Regions from separate parts of the Mus musculus genome. Here region 1 is linked to region 2. The links are chromatin contacts, called in public HiChIP or PLAC-seq maps. All regions are on one chromosome and are shown on one strand. The core of a region is the stretch at or near the end of the contact, and the rest is flanking DNA. Distances in the headings are between cores, read along the strand shown. Region 1 has its middle 17 kb from the start of Gm36099. Region 2 holds the start of Serpinb6b (serine (or cysteine) peptidase inhibitor, clade B, member 6b).

Region 1 (4,922 bases), core at 1,166-3,665, 87 kb after region 2:
CAAGAGAGTTCATCTGTAGCTGGAAGGTCCCAAGTCTGTCTTCTGTGGGGTTCAGGGCATGTCTCTGGATCTCAGCATGTGTCTCAGGAATCTTCAGTCAGATGAGGTTTTTGGAAGAAGGCTGCTTTGTTGTCTGTAGGTCTCAGGAGATGGTGGCTCTGAGGCAGGCAAACAGGAGCTGGGAAGACTGCACTGGGACTGAGCTAGAGGCAGAGGCAGGGAGACCACAGGAGCAGAGAGTAGCAGGGAATAGAGCAGGAGGTGCCTTTTTTTTTTTTTTTTAACATTTCAACAAAGCCCTTGGGCACAGGTGACTTGTCAAGGGGCTCAGGTTTCCTGTCTTGACATAGGAGACCTACTTAGCACTGTGCCTGTGTACCTCCATGGGAAACACAGCCTTTTTCATGAATATTACATGTGGCCTGTTTTTAAACAGAAGCCGTAAGTATAGAAAATATTTGTAGAATTGAAAGTATAGAGAGTATTTACAGAATCCACAGGTTAGAAAGTATTTGCTATGAGAAAGAGTAGAAAGTTCTCCTTACAACTTAGTAATTAATAAAATTTCAGGTTGCTGCTTTTGGAGGAGTCTAAATTCTTGATCTGAGTCCTTCTTACCTCTACCTGAATGGCCTGAGTCCAGAGACCTATACTAGTGGGCTGCAAGGGAATGAAGACAGGACATAGACATAGACAGATGTTCAGAAAACCTGGTGTTCAGTCGGGTGTGGAGCTATAAATACAACTGGGGCAACCCAGAATCCCAGTATGTTTATTATGTATAGCACATGGGGAGGATGGCTATGGTAGATAGGAGGTCTCTGTAGGCAAGCAGTCTCTGGCTGTAATCAGCCAGGATGAGGAAGCAGTAGCTGCTACTTTTTGAGACAGTGGTATCTGGTGTCATGTTTGTACTCAGACACCCTAAGAAAGGCTCTGATATCCTTCTGTGCCTCATCCATGTAAGGCTTTGTCACTAGCATGGGGCTGAGGCATTGGAGTCCTCCATATATGGCTACACCCATGCCAGTAATACACTTTCATTCAGAAATTTACTCACTAAAGACTTCCTTCAATCCCCATATCTAATAGAGCAGGTGAAAAACCTAGATGGAGTATGTCACAGTAATGGAAGATAGCAAGCCAAATCTATCATTGGAACTTCAGACAAATCAAAGAAAGATAAAAGCCAAGCTTTCTAAATCTGCTTTGATTCTTACAAAAGTAAGTCAGCTTTCTTTCCTGGGAAGAAACCCTGAAAGAACAACAGCTACAGCAATAACAACAGCAACCACCATCACCACCACCACCACCACCACAACAACAATAACAACAATGAAAGCATGAACAACTATAAGAATAGCATTACTGTATTTGAAGACCTGGCCCATTGTGGCTCAGAGCTTTCTCCAAAACCTGTTTGCTTTAAAGGTTCTTTCAACTCCCAGTTATGCCACAAACTGATGACTAAGCCTTTATTTACCTCATGGAACTTTGGGGGAGAATTTGGTCCAAACCCTAGCACTGGCGTTAGCCAGCTAATTAATTTTCTCTCTCCCAGTCACTGGCTTATCAGAAAAATAACTTTGAAATGACTAATCTCCTCTTACTTTTATATTTCTCCTTTCTTTAGCTTGTTCTCTGTCTGTGAGCCCTGGCCCCTCTGCCCAGTTTGCCAGAATTCAAGTGACCTCTCTACCAATGATGTCAATTCTCTTGGAAATGAGGAACAATGGAAAACATAGAGGTATTTAGAATGTGCCATTCTTCAAAGAGTATGCTGTCTATTTCAAAAGGAAAACACGCCTGTTTTTAGTACAAGCCAGAACACAGTGAGGCAGCAGGCATGCAGAGCATTTCTACAACTGGAAATGCAGACCTTTGAGAGCAAGAGTCCTCCTCAGCCCAGCTCTGCTTCACTCAGCACTCAGGTACCAGACAATCAATTGTCACCAAAAGTACACCAGGGCAGTTGATTTGAGCGTGATGTCTGCTGCAAGAGATTAAGAATGAATCATGAACACACACACACACACACACACACACACACAAAGAGAGAGGGAGGGGGAGGGGTGGGGTGGGGGAAAGGGAGAGAGGGAGAGAGGGAGAGAGGGAGAGAGGGAGGAAGGGAGAGAGGGAGGGAGGGAGAGAGGGAGGGAGGGAGAGAGCGAGAGAGTGAGAGAGAGAGAGCAAGAGAGAGAGAGAGAGAGAGAGAGTGAGAGAGAGAGAGAGAGAGAGAGAGAGAGAGAGAGAGAGAAACACTTGTGCAAATAACCAAAGGAAAAATGAACCGCTCTGGAGTGGGAGGGCTTCCAAACAGAGGAGAAAACACTGAGCTGCTTATCTAGGGGAGGGTGCCTATGGCAAGCACGACTCAGACTATGATGAATTGTATTGAGATTAGTTAGTTCTCTGGGCATCTCCTGGGTGGGGCTGATATGGATCTAGAGACTCTGTGCACATTCCACTGGGCCAGGCAGGGAGATGATCAGGAGCTGTTTACTCGCTCTCTTCCAAAATTGTCTACACTGAAGCCCCACTCTTTGCTCTGTTAGTTGCTGATATTGGCTCTCTGTTTGCTGCTAACCCTGGTCAGCATTGCTGATCAACATCTTGCAGGTTTTCCTGGTCTTGGACCTTGGCTGGTGACTTGCTGGATGTTTTTTGAACTATGCTCTCTTTGTTCTCACATTTATGTGTCTACTTGTGGTCTAACTGTGGGCCTTTTCATTGACTTCCTTAAAGACATTAATTCCTGCCTCAGGGGATACCAGAGTGCATGCCTGCCTTTCTCCACAAACTCCAGTGGACAGACACAGACATCAGGGATCATTTATTCTATATTGTGGATTAAAGTTTTATCTGATTCTATTTTTATTTATTCTTTAATTCAGTTTTTACATTTCAGACTTTATTCTCCTCCTGGTCAACCCTCTGACTGTTCCACATCTCATACTTCCTCTCCCTGACTCTCTGTCTCCAAAAGAATGTCTTCACTCCCACTCCATCCCACCAGACCTCCCCACTCCCTGAGCCTCCAAGTCTCTTGAGGGGTAGGTGCTGCCATGCACTCCGGTCAAGTCAGCTTGACAGGCTGTGAAGCCTAAAAGCCACTCACGAGGCAGAGAGTTTCAAGGAAGCTCATCTCCTGGAGTTTATCCATATACTCATACTCTATTCCCGCATTAAGTCTGGTGTATGGATCTACGAGCTTTCTTTTAATATTTTATTATAAATGCCTTTTAGATTAAATTCTGTTATAGTTAGTCTCCCCAGTGTTCCAAGATCCCAAAAGCCGCCGAGCTTAGAATCCTGTGAGAAGGCAGTAAGGAAGTTAACCTATTCAGTAACTAATTAAGCATTACAATAGACAGAGCCAGTGGCTCAACTGGTCTGCAGAAAGAGCCAGGGAATCTCACTGAGATAGAAATCTTCAGTACAGGCTACATTGCATATTAGAAGCAAATTAGTTGGTATATTCTCCTGACAAATGGAGATTCTCCAGATACTTAAAAGTTACACTCATATAAGAATTTAGCAAGGCCTAGGAAATAGGGGGGTTGTGGCATTGCATTACTCATGAGAAGGTCTGTAAGAGCAGAACCCCCTGGTGCTAGCCTTCACAAGGTTCAAAGGTATAACACTAGAGTGTGAAATCCTTGCCTGTCACTAAACTGATCCTAGGCAGGACTGCTTTATCTTTACTGTAAACATTTACCTGGTTACTGTAAATCCTTTTAAAGTCATTCCTTTGTTTTGTACCTGGTAACTTCAATGTACCTTGCCTGCTGTGACTCCCAACCCCTTGTATTCTCTGTACTATAAAAAGTTCGATGCTCGACCTGACAAATACATTCAGATTCTACACAACCTCTCCTGTGTGCATATGTCTGTCATCTCATCCAACGCTTTGCCCATCTGCGACTAGAGGCCCATTCAACGCAGACATAGGGACCCAGAGGGTCTGCGGCAAGGTGCATCTTCTCTGACTGATTCAGATCAAGCAGTCCTCTGTTGTACATGTGTTGGGGGTGTCATATCAGCTGGTATATGTTGCCTAGTTGGTGGCTCAGTGTCTGAGAGCTCTCTGGGGTCCAGGTTAATTGAGACTGCTGGTCTTCCTATAGGGTCACCTTCCTCCTCAGCTTCTTCCAGCTTTTCCCTAATTCAATCACAGGTGTCACCAGCTTCTGTCTATTGGCTGGGTATAAATATCTGCATCTGACTCTTTCAGCTGCTTGTTGGGCCTTTTTGAGAGTAGTCACGATAGGCCCCTTTTTGTGAGCACACCATAACATCAGTAATGGTGTCAGGTCTTGGGGTCTCCCCTTGAGCTGGATCCCAATTTGGGCCTGTCAATGGAACTCCTTTTCCCCGGGATCTTCTCTGTTTTGTCCCTGCAGTTCAATAAAGCAAGTCAAGCTTTTAGTAAATCTGCTGGTTTGCTCTTTGACCTTTGATTGGGGAGATTTCCTGTTTCCCCTTGGTGTTTGTGTTGGGCTATGGCTTGTTCACATAGAGATGTAAAGTATCATGTTCATTCTACGCTAATGGACACTTAATTAAATGGTTTTCAAGAGTCCTAATGTTCTACATAGCTTTTTTTAATTCACAGTGTTGGACTTTCTGATTTAACCTAGCATGGCATCTTCTAGGTCTATGTATGGTGTTAGAGTGCAGGATTTCCTTCTTCTGAGTTTCATTGTTTTTATGCATGCACATCACTCTCTGCTTTCCTGCTCATCTGTTGCTGGACACAGGCAGACCTCTAACTAGGATGTTAGGATAACCATTGCGATAAAAACAGGTGTTCCCATCTTTTGCTCATATGGATTTCTTTTAGACTTCCAGATCTTAGTTCTTTTAGGTATATATTGAACAGTGACATTACTGAACCATATGGTAGCTCTGAGAGAGCAAAT
Region 2 (4,755 bases), core at 1,762-4,261:
TTGCATGAGGGGAGAAGAGGTGAGAGGGAGGGACTGGGAGGAGGGGAGGGAGGAGAAGCTGAGACCTGGAAGTAAAGTAAATAAACTAATTAATTACCGAAAGAAACGATGATCGTGTTAAAAAGCAAGCTTTGATGCTGAAGGTCACACAGTACTCAATGCCAAAGAGCAACCCAAGAAGATATATCTGGTGTTGTCCTGCTGCTGATTGGTTCAGACTGGAATGTGACTTTTAGAAGAATAAAGAGCTGGCAGCAGAGCTTAGGCAGAAGAACTGGTTGATAATTCCTGCAGCTGGAGAGAAGGCAGACACAGAGAGACACAGATAGACAGAAGGAAGACAAGGGAGACAGGAGAGAGCTGGGAAGTGAGAGTCACACAAAGAGACACAGTTGGCAGAGAAGTTCCTTTACTTTAGAGGCTAGCTCTGAGTCTGCCTTGGCAAAAGAGCAATGGCCTTAAGCTATATAGATGTCACTGTGTCCTAATTAAACCTCAAGCTGAATCCACTAATGGACCACAATAGATATGCATGTGTGTGCTGTATGTGAATGTATATGTGTGTGAATGATTGTATATGTGCGAAAGCACATTGTCTACAGTGTGTTGATTATAATTTCCTTGAAATTCTTCACACACTTTTCTCCCTCTTACTTAATTCCCTCACAGAGGCAGTCAACGGGATTGTGTAGTCAAGCTTTGTCAGTGTACCCTACTCCATATGTGAAACAGGGACTTCAAGTGGGTCTTTCCTTTACAAAACAGCAGTTGGGTCCATGTTAGATGAAAATACTAAAGTCAAATGCCTGTGTCATGTCTGTGCACATACATACCACATTGTTATCTGACCTTACTCTGGCCACCCCTACCTCTCTGGTCCATCATGTTGCAGGCCTGTAACCCCTGCACTTGGAAGATAGAGGCAGGTAGATCAGAGGCGCAAGGTCATAATCAGCTACAAAGCACATTTTAAATTCATCTAGCAATACTTGAGACTATCCTGAGCTCTATAAGTCTGTCTCAACTCATACACAGACAAAGACACGCCCCCTCACACACACACACATGGTGGTGGTGGTGGGGAGAGACAGAGAAAACAGAGAGGGAGATAGGTCTTAAAACCAAAAAACAAACAAACAAAAAAAAAAACAAAAAAAAAAACAAAAAACAAAAAAAACTAACCAACCAACCAACCAAAACATTCTGGGAAATAGACAAGAAAAGATATTCTCTTCTTAACTTTCTAAGAGATTGTAATATGGAAACCATTACTAACAATCATCAGGATCAACAATGGGGTAGTGTAATGGGAGACAGAGATTGAGGCTCAGTTCTTGGCACAGTATGAACATCATGTAATCTACAGCCAAAGAGCAGGCAGGTGATGGTAGGTTAAAAAAAAATACTAGGAGCAAACACTGCAAGTGACTGGCATTCTCACCCCTGCTGAAGACAAGCCAGGGTGATCAGATGCTGTCTGGGTGACATGGTTGCTGGTGGTCAGATATCAAGACTGATCAGGTATAGAAGAGGAAGAGTTTGGGTTGGCTAGCAGAAGAATTCTTGTAAAAGCCGGATTTTACATGTGTGCATGAGGGCTCGTGACTATCAACAGTGGAGGCAGAAAGTCAGAGTTTGAGGCCTGTATAGGCTATATAGTGAGACTTTATTTCAAAACAAGACAACAAAAATATGGATTTTTCTCAGGACGTACATACATAAGTTTGGCAAAAGACCCAGAAGACTGGCTGGAATTGGACTCTGCAGAGAATCGCCATCAGGTACCGTCCTTATGAGGATGGATTCCACAACTAACCAAACGTTCCGTGTATTTATCCTTTTAAGAATCTGGATTCACTCCAGGGTATTTTTCCATCTCAGGACTCATTTAATTGGAATGCACACACTGATACCCCAGCTGGATGACTCTGTGTGAATTAACATGGACGGGAGCTTAGCTGTATGCTAGTTATGACAACCCTTGAAATGGTTTAAAGTCAAAACATCTATCAAGATACACACAAAGGAATTCAGAGAAGCCAGAAAAGGAGATAAGAGAGAATTCTGTGCAATCTTTTTAGAGAGGTCACCCAAACATTTTAAAGTAACGACTTGTAGATCTGTGGTAGAGAACCGAAATAATGCTCCCTGTTGATGATAAACCGGAAGTTAGTTATACAGAAGAACCCTAATGTGCACAGGTACAGAGGCTATGTGCCCTGTAGTTTGAAAAAGGGTGGGCCAGAAGGATAAGCCAGAGCAATAAAGCTGCACTGGAAAGAATGCAGAGGCTAAATGAAGCATTCCTTTGTGTTTCTGTATGTCAAGAGTCACATCTCACAGCTGGTGTGGTGGCCTGGTCTGTTATGACACCTAGAAAGGCCAGTGTGGTGCTGAACATTCTATAAGGTGCTACAGCTTAGACACAGCCGAGACACACCTAACTCAAATGTCAGAAAGGTCAATGTTGGGGATCCTTGTCCTGGTGTGAGAGTGAAGAAGGCAGAAAAGAATCTGAGGTCTCCAGAGCTGACCAGTCTCTTAAACCTGGCCAGCATTCTCTCCACCGGGTCTTTTTGCTCGATAGGAGAGATGTGAGATGTTAGAGTTTTTCTGCCATTTATATAAAATGTCAGTACCTGAGGGCTGGGACAGTAGTGGAGTCTTGGACACAGTAATTACAAGGGAGGCTTCTGTGGTTTTCTGTGCATACTCGGCAAAAACTTGGACCCTGGTTATAACCCTGAAAGGAACTCCCAACATTTCTGTTTAATGCTGTCTCATTTATTCCCATTGAGAGTTAGCACATTTTAGTCATTGAGGCCATAACACTCATGTAGTGTGGAACACACCCTCCCACAGAGGGAGGAAGACAGGGAGAGAGGAGGAGGGGGAAAGAAGAGAAGAGGAAGAGGGGGGGGGGGGCGGGCGTTGCATGCCCCCTAGTGGACACCCTTCTAATTGCTTCATCCAAGCGGTTTGGTTAAATCCCTTGGTTTTCTGAAGTAGGTAGTCATAGCAAACAAACAGTGCTAGCGAGGATTCCTGATTTAACTAGACCAGTCTGCAGCTAGCTGCTGAACCCGACTGCAGGCAATGGTCAAAGTGCAGCGATCCTGCTTTTCCGTTTCTTTTCCTTTTCACCCGGACAGCCCACAGCCCCTCTGACACCTCCCCTGGGACTTCCTGACTCTGGGACCTCCCCACGCTGCGCCCTGCAGCTATTTGAGGCCAGAGCACAGGCTCTTCCTTCTCTAGATTCTGCTTGCTGACAGCCTGAACCTGGGGTTCCAGGTAAGCTCTGCTACGAGCTGGCTGAAGATGGTGGGGTAGGGTGCTGGGGTTGTGGGACCTGGATGGGAGGAGCTAACTTGGCGCATGGAATGGGCATGACATAAGAATCCTGCAGGGATTGGTACGAAGAGGTATCAAAACCAAGAGGGACCTAGTCTGTCCAGGGCGGCAGGCTTTGCCACCCTTGTGGCCTCTTATTGGCTGAGTGAGCCTGCGTCTTAGAGACGGGGTTGGGCTGTTCTCAGGGGGTTGCCCATACCCTTAGTGCCTTTAAGCTTGGATCAATACCCCAGGATTTGTCCAGTTTTGTCCTTTGTTTGTTTTTGTTGTTCTCTTGTTTGTTATTGTTTTATCACACTCGTGGCAATGGTGGTGGAATCCTGCAAGATTTGATGTCTGTGGGACATAGGCGAAGTTTTGATAAAGTTTGTGTGTCAGATGAAAGCTCAGGTTTTCCTCCCTTCCTTTGTTTTGTTGGTGGACCCTGAGCCTGTTCTTCTGCTTGCTCAGCCCCAGAGCCCCAGGCTTACTGTTCCTCCTTCTTACCTTGAATCCATTTTGAGAATCGGAAGTATGGAAATCTAGCATTCATGTGCTGTCAGGAAGCTAGATGAGGTTTGGCTCTTTTACACCGTTTTTAGGGTATGTGGGAAACAGCTGCTTGTGAGAGCATTGTACCTGAGGCTGCCCACTTCCTCGTGTGGTTTGTGTGTGGAGGGTCCGACTATCAAATAACATTTGTGTTAAGGTCCTGTGAGCCGTGCTGGGGCCCAGTAATGTGAATGTGGTTACAGGAAATGACTGCTGTTTGTGTTTGAGAACTACCCTGAGTATCTGTACCCACTATGGCTTCTGTTGTCACACAGAGAGGGTGTATGGTTCACACTTTGTTCCCTAAAGCATGTTCGCTTGGATCCCTGTGTCTTCTTCCATGGATTTCACACTTAGTCAACCAGACTCAGCAGATATAAACCAACAGCAGATAAAAACTACTTTGGAGAAGCTAGGTGTTCTGTAGGTAAGCCAGCATCCAAGAGACAGAGTCAGGAAGATAAGAGTGGGAGGTCAACCTGGATGACACAACGATGAGACTCCAATTCAAACGTGGCTAAACTGTTTTTCCTTTTCTGCTCTAAATAGTATGGTATAAAGGGTGGTTTATTTGGCATTTACATTGTATAGTGTAATGTAGGTTATTTATAGATGATTTGAAAAATACAGGGAGATGTAGATTGGTTATATCAAATATTATAGTATTTTATTTTTTAATTTAACTGTTTTGCATATCATGTGTGTTTCCTTGAGTGGGTATGTGTATGTACATATGTGTGTATATACGTGTGTGGTGCCTGGCATCTTTTTTTATTATGCTTTCTCCACCTTATATTTTCAGGCAGGGTCTCTCAGTGAACCCAGAGCTGGCCATTTTGGCCACCCTGGCTAGTTAGCTTGGCGTGAGAA

Evidence for each region. HiChIP or PLAC-seq counts read pairs in DNA pulled down with a chosen protein or histone mark.
Region 1: an HNF4G HiChIP or PLAC-seq map of pancreatic cancer cells shows a contact between it and region 2. The contact joins the enhancer-like site here to the promoter of Serpinb6b in region 2. A contact is called at or near these places in 5 of 39 promoter capture datasets (the C10 cell line, embryonic stem cells and liver), 1 of 15 datasets of contacts at CTCF or cohesin (CD8 T cells), 3 of 484 Hi-C or Micro-C datasets (embryonic stem cells and liver), 9 of 115 datasets of contacts at active chromatin or transcription factors (CD8 T cells, effector CD8 T cells, embryonic stem cells and 5 more) and 4 of 9 other capture datasets (adipose tissue, embryonic stem cells, liver and 1 more).

What each region holds. Positions count from the first base shown.
Region 1 is chr13:33,049,501-33,054,422 of GRCm38.p6, forward strand. No RefSeq gene overlaps it. Among named protein-coding and RNA genes, the nearest start is that of Gm36099, 17 kb to the left of the region's middle. Within about 2 kb of position 2,416, at least 45 of the 459 cell types and tissues checked have an H3K27ac peak or open chromatin away from gene starts, as enhancers often do. A contact at or near this core is called in CD8 T cells, extraembryonic endoderm stem cells, memory CD8 T cells and 2 more, where this site is marked.
Region 2 is chr13:32,962,250-32,967,004 of GRCm38.p6, forward strand. It overlaps Serpinb6b (serine (or cysteine) peptidase inhibitor, clade B, member 6b), which reads left to right and starts at 3,012. Exons shown (of 7, transcript NM_011454.2): 1 at 3,012-3,294.